Linked DNA regions of Mus musculus: region 1 is linked to region 2. The links are chromatin contacts, called in public promoter capture Hi-C maps. All regions are on one chromosome and are shown on one strand. The core of a region is the stretch at or near the end of the contact, and the rest is flanking DNA. Distances in the headings are between cores, read along the strand shown.

Region 1 (3,723 bases), core at 213-2,712, 150 kb after region 2:
AGGTTATAACAACATCCACTCCAGCATTCTAGGAAGAAAGCAGGTACACACATCCCTTCCGCTTTAAGAGAAAAGCCTGCATATATAACATTTCTGGTTTCTCTAATGCTTATCTGTGAGCAGGAGGAACTCATGACTACTATGAGATGTGGTAGTTTTCTTTTGTTTGGTACTAGAGATAGACTCAGGGCTTATTCTGCAACTAAGTTATTTCCCTAGTCCTATTGTCTTAATGGTTTTTATTACTATCTTGACAATTTCATGTGTATAAATATGTATTATATATTATGATCCACTACCACAGTTCCTGCTCTTACCCTCTCCCATTTCTGCTGACCACAGCCCCCTTCTCAACTACCCACTCACCCCTCTACTTTCATGTTTATGTGTGTGTTCAAAGCATATGTGGGAGAGTATTACCTGGCACTTGGGCAGCTTACCCAAGACTGTACTACTGAAGAAAGTGACTTTCTCTCCTCTGGCCATCATTAATGCCAATAGCAATTCAGGGAAGGATGGAGCTTTATGGCCCCTCCTTCATCCATGGTGAAATGTTGAAAGGTCCCATCTTGTACAGATAACCTGTGTGGTCCTTATTGCTACAGCTGCTGTGTATTTCTTACTGCTACAGCCATGGCGTGTCCAGAAAATAGAGCTGCATCACACTCTGCCGTTCTTCAGCTCTTAGCAGTGTTCTCTGAGCCTTGGAAGGGTGTGGTAGTGATTGTCTCATTCAGGGAACTCCACTTACCAGTCACTTGTTCCCAGCATTTTAACCCACTGCCTACTGCAAAATGCTTCCTTCATCAAGGCTGAGAGCAGCACTTTGGGTATAAACACAAATACCTAGAAGGCAGTTTGACCTTATGTCCATTTATGTGTTGGTTTTTTTGAAACAGAGTCTCACTGTGAAGCCCTGCCTCCTTATGAGCCCCCTGCCTCTTCCTCCTGAGGGTTGGGATTAGAAGTATGTGACACCACACTCAGATGTCTTTTTAATCTATGAATGTACTATCCATTTACATGATCACCGTGCTTTGTGGCGTGAACGTGTTTCTGTGTCATGGCATCTAATAATCATCACCCTGCCCACAGAGTTAAGCTGTCTCTGAACATTGTACATTTAAGTCACATGGGCATAATTGTGTCTCAGTATTTAAACATTTCTACCATTAGTTCCCAATAGTAATTTTTAGATAATTGCCACTTTTTTTTTCAGTTTTTTTTAATTAGGTATTTTCCTCATTTACATTTTCAATGCTATCCCAAAGGTCCCCCATACCCACCCCCCCAATCCCCTACCCACCCACTCCCCCTTTTTGGCCCTGGTGTTCCCCTGTACTGGGGCATCTAAAGTTAATTGCCACTTTTTTAAAAGTAAACATTGTGAGTCTTGGTCACTACATTTGTTTTCCTTATAAAAGCCGCCTGCCTGGGGTAGTTCCCAGTGGAGAGCCCTGGCACACAGACTCCTGTGTCCTTGCCAAGTTTAGAAAATAAGAAAATCAGATTTCTGTAGGGGTGGATCTAATGTTGACTATGAGAAACCAATTAACTTGCTTCTCTTCTAGTCTGTGTTAGTCTATTCTGCTCTGGTGGCTGATACCAGGAGATTACAATGTCAACGACTCAAGGCTAGCCTGAGCAACAATAGTGAGACCCTGTCCTGTCACAAAAAAATTTTTAAAAATTAAAAATTAAAATTAAAAAAATTGTGAGGTTGAAAATTTAGGTTGGGGGCTAAAAGCTTGCCTAGCATGTACAAGGCCCTGGGTTCAAAACTAGTACCATACAAAAAGAGAAAGGAGGAGAACCAGCTAGCAGATTAAATGTGTTAAAGCTGCCTGCTCAGCATGTTGTTATAGTCAAGTCTCTACAGGAGAGCTTTAGAACTGGGTCCTTTCAGCTGATAGCAACTTGAGAAATTCACCCAACATTAAAATTTTTCCTGCCAAAGAATTTGTAATGTTCAAGTCAATATTGCTGAGACAATAAGTTGAGTGGCTATAGCAAATATTCACTCTATGATTTATTCTTTTACTCCTTCATTCATTTATGTATTTCTTCTAGGGCTGGCCAATCCTGTCTTTAGATAATACAATGAATTGATAGCATTAGATCTTACAGATGGAGAACTCTTCTGTCTCTTTAAGGTTTAAAGTCTTGTGATCTCCATTTTTAATGGATGCATGCATATTGTAACAGTTAGACATACAGATGTTTTTGAATTTTCTTTGATTTCATATATCCCTAGTGGACAGCATGAAGACCTTGCAAATATAATAACTTATTTCTGAAGAAATACTCTTAAATACATAGACATTGGATTTGTTTTTAGCAATAATAAAAGGTGGTAGAATTCTTGCCTTGAAAGCCCAATGACCATGTTTCCGACCCTAGTACTATGGCAAAACAGAAGGCTTAAAAAGTCAAAACCTATAAAAGCCAGAGTGTTATTCCTTGCCTCTAATTTCAGCATTCAGGAGGCAGAAACTAGTGAGTCTGTGTGCCAGGATAGTCTGGTCTACATAGTGAGTTCCCAGCTAGCCAGAGCTACATAGAGAGACCCTGTATCTAGATCAACCAGCCAACCAGAAAAGACAGGTTTGATGGCTGTAATCCCTTTTCCATCACTCACTTGTATTCTCAGGCTGAGACAGGAGGATCATGATGTTTAAACCAGCCTGGATGGGTGATATTTTGAGGCTGTGTCTTTTTAAAGAAGAAGAAGAAGAAAAAGTTTAATAGTAGGGGCAGGCTCACTGGTTAAGAGCACTTGATACTCTTGCAAAAGACCAGGGATTGGTTCCCAGCACCCACATGGTGACTCATAGCCATCCCTAACTCCAATTCCAGGGTATCCAGTATCCAGTCCCATTCTTTGACCTCCGTAGAAACCAAGCTCATGGGTGGTACACATACATACATGTAGGCAAAACACTCATACATGTAAACCTAAAACACTTTAAAAGAAAAATCCTTGTAGATATTTTCTGTGGCATAATGATGCCACTAATGAATCATTGCAAAGTAAATCACTGGCAGCCTGTACTGTTCAGCATATCTGCAAGGACAAATTTAATTGCCTGTCATGGCGTTAGGGCTTGATTATATTTTAACAGTCTTGATTATATTTTAATATACCACTTAACTATTATTTGTGCATTCTTAACAATAACTATTTTAGGTCTACTGGCTATTCAGAGGTGATAGTTGTGGTTGGAGGCTGTGAACGAGTTGGAGGATTTAATCTTCCATACACTGAGTGCTATGATCCAGTAACAGGAGAATGGAAGTCCTTGGCCAAGCTTCCAGAATTTACCAAATCCGAGTATGCAGTCTGTGCACTGAGGAATGATATTCTTGTTTCAGGTAAATACAAATTATTATAGTAGCTACAACTTTTGATTGGGAATCAGATTGGCTGTTTTTAAATGATAATGACTTACTGAGTGTAAAATGAATATTTCAGATAAACAAGTTTATACAACAAAACTGAAAAGACTTTTTGCCCTTGAAAGCAAGAATACTTACAAAAGTTCTACCAAAAATTGGTTTGGTCATAATATTTTAAATGCTTTTATGTACATTTAGAGTATATGTATTTTAACTGTGTGTGTGTGTGTGTGTGTGTGTGTGTGTGTGTGTGTGTGTGTGTGTGTTTATATATGTGTGTGCCCAGAAGAACATAGAAGTGCCTTCAGAGGCCAAAAGAGATCATGA
Region 2 (4,086 bases), core at 525-3,024:
TAAAATCTCAGACACTGAACTCAAATGAATGATTATTAGTATGCTTAAAGAAGAAAAGAAGTACCTAGGTTAGAACATAAACAGCTGAAATGAAACAAGGACATTGATGCAAATTATAAAAAAGGAATTCCACGAAGAGAGAAATAATGAAGAAACATGAATCTGAATTGCTGGAAATGAAAAACATAGTCAAATCAAAAGCTCTATGGAAGTTACATCAATAGAATAGATCAACAGAGGCTAGAACAGCTTAGCTTGAAGACGACATGGAAGAAGTGGAACATTCAAGCAGGGCAGAATAGGGGACACTCTGAAAAAGATAAATCTATAGATAACAGGCACAGAAGAATATAGTTCTGAAGATATAAGATACAGTTTTAAAAGAATTCTGAAAGTACAAGGCATGGGATACCTCCCTGGAGTTATAGTCCAGTTAAGTACCACAGGTCTACAAAACAGTATGAGCCATTCCTATTTTCCTTGGTTACCCATCACAACTACATTGTAAGACCATAGTGCTGAAGACACCATGCACTTTGGTTGTGGAACATATAGAAATCAACCACAGAGGTCTAGAGAAATGGCTCAGCAGTTAAGAGTACTGACTGCTCTTCCAGAGTTCCTGAGTTCAATTCCCAGCAACACATGGTGGCTCACAACCATCTGTAATGGGATCCGACACCCTCTTCTGGTGTGTCTGAAGATAGCTACAGTGTACTCATAAATATAAATAAATAAATAAATCTTTTTTAAAAGCAAGAAAGCAAGGAAGCAAGAAAAGCAAGCAAGCAAGCAAGCAAGCAAGCAAGAAAGAAAGAAAGAAAGAAAGCCGGACGTGATGGCGCACTCCTTTAATCGCAGCACTCGGGAGGCAGAGGCAGGCGGATCTCTGAGTTCGAGGCCAGCCTGGTCTACAGAGTGAGTTCCAGAACAGCCAGGGCTACACAGAGAAACCCTGTCTCATAAAACCAAAAAATAAAAAATTTAAAAAAAGGAAGGAAGGAAGGAAGGAAGGAAGGAAGGAAGGAAGGAAGGAAGGAAGGAAGGAAGGAACCACAAACAAGCTAGGATCCTCCTGTGCCGACTGCTGGGGGAGAAAAGACATCAATAATCTTATCTAGCACTTGACCCTTCATGCTACAATATCAACTTGCCAAACATGATATGCTTAATGGTGCTTAGTGGATTGACTTTTATGAGAAAACAGCTTCCTGGTTGGACTTGAGGCCCATTCCACAAGAGGGAATTCATGTCTGGGTCACCCCAGGGTTGAACCTGTTGTTTTTATTTATTTAAATGTTCATGATGTCTACTTTTCCTCTAAATATTTATCCTTATACCCACAGACTTGGGCCGCTCTCAACATTGGTCAGAGAGGCTTCTTTTTGCAGTGGGCAACAGTCAGTGGAGCAGTGCATAACTGGGCAGAGTGCTGAGAGTGGGTAGCTGGGTTCTCAGCCCTAAATGGGACATCTACATTAACCACACCACCATCAAGGCTCACAAAACAAGTGGAAGAAGAGGCAGAAAGAAAGAGATGATGAATAGAGTGGAACACAAACATAAAATAACCATAGCCTAAAATGCCATCTTCTGGACATGGCGTGGCAGTTGCACTTAAAATTCCTAGTAATAGTCGTTAGCTGAACAAGAACTACTTAAGATCATGCCAGGGACAATTATGTAATAGATAGGGTGAATGTTCTCCAAACCCCACCCTTTCCTGAGGAGCTACTGACAGCTAATAGCTGCTGAAAGAGAAAGAATCATTAGTTTTGAAAGATGTGGCCACTGGTAGGGAAGTAGGAGTTGCATACTTCAGAGGATGGCTCCACACCCATGCACATATGGGCAGCATTGACTGGACTTAGTGGGCATAATAACAAAAGGGGAGGGAATATAAAGTTCAGAAGGCTGCGATGTGAGAACTTGGAGGAAGTTGAAAGGGCAAAATGGGAGACACACATGATCATATAATTCTTAAAAGTAAAGGAAAAAAGAATCTTAACAGAAAAGTTACCCAAGTTAGAACTTAAAATAAAAGGAGGATCTAGGACACCAAACACACAAAGCCGGAAAAGAACCTCCTCTTGTCATATTATAATTAAAACACTAAATGTACAGAACAAAGAAAGTATACTGAAAGTGGCCAGCGAGAAGCAGCAAGTCACATATAAAGGCAATTCCGTCAGAACAACAGATTTTCTTTTTTCAAATGAAAACGTAAAAGCTGGAAGGGCCTGGAAAAAAATGTATTTCAAATTCTTATAGACAATAAGTGCCAACTTAGACTATTACACCCAGCAAAGCCATCTATTATAATGGGAGGAAAAATAAAAATTTTCCATGATAAAAATAAGTTAAAAGAATCTATAGTCATTAATCTAGTTCTAAGAAACTCCTTGAAGGAAACCTACAGACTAAAGAGAAAAACCAATCTAACCACGAGGCCACAGCTCTCAGGATCTCCCTACCTCTCTATAACTTCCCTCACTTGGCTATACCCAGGTTGTGAAGCAAGAGAAGTGGGTCAACACCTCCCAAGTACACACATTTGCTGCTGGGCAAACTCCTGATCCAGGAAATAAGAGAATGAGGTCTACTGACAGCTGGAGCATGCACAATGCTCCTTATACATCCCAGCTAGTGAAGTTAGAGGCTGCAAGGTACCCTACTCAGATACACACTTACATGACACGCTTCTGCTTCAATGAAAGTCATATTGTTAAAATAGTGGGAAGGAGGAGATGAGTTACAAAGGGCATAAAGTTAGTGATTTCACCCTCCCATAAGGAGGGATAGTTTCCTGCCAGTCAAAGGGGCAGATGGTGAGCACTGGCAGCATGTCAGGAGCATGACTTGGGGACATCACCAGGAAAGCAGCCCTGAGAGAAATAATTGGCTTGGCATCTTTAGAATGCCCCAGGAAACCGAGCCAATGAAATTGACTAAACTAGTAGCAACCTATTACTCAAAATTCATCAAGGCTACATTGTAATGGATTTCCTTTCCACAATCCTGTCTTTTGCCAGACTATATAAATCCCTCCCTAACCCCAACTTCAACAGAGCTAATCCTCCTACCAACTATCTTGGTCCCTGAACCCTTCAGGGATACATACTTTTCCATACTTTGGGATCTGTTACCTTCAACTACCAAGCCAATTATGACACAAACAGGAATCATTTCCACAAGAGCCAAGTCATACATAAGATTTGATGCTCATCTATGGTCCCTAGGAATGACGTGGCCTATCCCCAGACTCTGTTTCTTACACATCTAGGCAATGAGACAACATGAATACGATAAAATCAACATCAACAGTAAAATCCTAGTCCTGGCCACAGATGATAACTTAGATGGGACCCTTGATATAATTATAGAGGCAACTGACATTATTCGTAGTCTAATTAGTTTATGAAGCTAGTGTAATTGCTACAATCATATTGAAGCAAATATCGAATAGAAGCAATATATTATTTTAAAATAAATCATAATTCTGAAGTCTTCTCTCTTCTGTGACACGACTTACTTCTCAATGTTCTTCTTTCACAGCCACCAAGTGCTTGTCACATGTATCTTCATGCCCCCACATTTAGACAGCATCATCACTTGAAAGCTGCATGGTGTGTTGGCTAGCAGTACTTTCTTCCATCATAAAACCCAGTTTCAAATCACAGCACTTTCAGTCATATTCTGTGTTGCCTTAATTTCTTGTCCAACTCATACTCAGATCAGATGTTTTGTATAGGAAGCATGAGCTCCACCACTGGCTCTAACTGGGCTGCTACACTTGGCAGCCATTGTGCTGCAGTTAGATACCAAGTATAGAGCCAGGCACTACATTCCTCCCTTAATCTAATGAAGTAGGCAATGCCTCATCGCATCACCTTCCACTAAATATCCAAACAAATATCTTTGTAACCTTGACTTATGTGTGTGTGTCTCTGTGTGTCTTTCCCTCTCTCTGTGTCTCTGTCTCTCTCTGTCTCCTCTGTCTCTATGTATCTGTGTCTATATGTCTGTCAGTCTGTCTGTCTTTCTGTACACGTCTGCTGTCTTTCTGTCTGTTTCTCTGGGTATATA

What was found. Capture Hi-C pulls out chosen DNA fragments and counts their contacts.
Region 1: a contact with region 2 is called in a promoter capture Hi-C map of adipose tissue. The contact joins two enhancer-like sites. A contact is called at or near these places in 1 of 39 promoter capture datasets (HPC-7-derived erythroid cells), 7 of 484 Hi-C or Micro-C datasets (CD8 T cells, LSK cells, bone marrow-derived DN3 thymocytes and 4 more) and 3 of 9 other capture datasets (adipose tissue, liver and pancreatic islet).

Annotation. Positions count from the first base shown.
Region 1 is chr16:20,111,374-20,115,096 of GRCm38.p6, forward strand. It overlaps Klhl24 (kelch-like 24), which reads left to right. Exons shown (of 8, transcript NM_029436.3): 4 at 3,188-3,372. Among named protein-coding and RNA genes, the nearest start is that of Klhl24, 16 kb to the left of the region's middle. Within about 2 kb of position 1,463, at least 6 of the 459 cell types and tissues checked have an H3K27ac peak or open chromatin away from gene starts, as enhancers often do. A contact at or near this core is called in adipose tissue, where this site is marked.
Region 2 is chr16:19,961,412-19,965,497 of GRCm38.p6, forward strand. The region is part of intron 2 of Klhl6 (kelch-like 6); the gene reads right to left. Among named protein-coding and RNA genes, the nearest start is that of Klhl6, 20 kb to the right of the region's middle. Within about 2 kb of position 1,775, at least 33 of the 459 cell types and tissues checked have an H3K27ac peak or open chromatin away from gene starts, as enhancers often do. A contact at or near this core is called in adipose tissue, where this site is marked.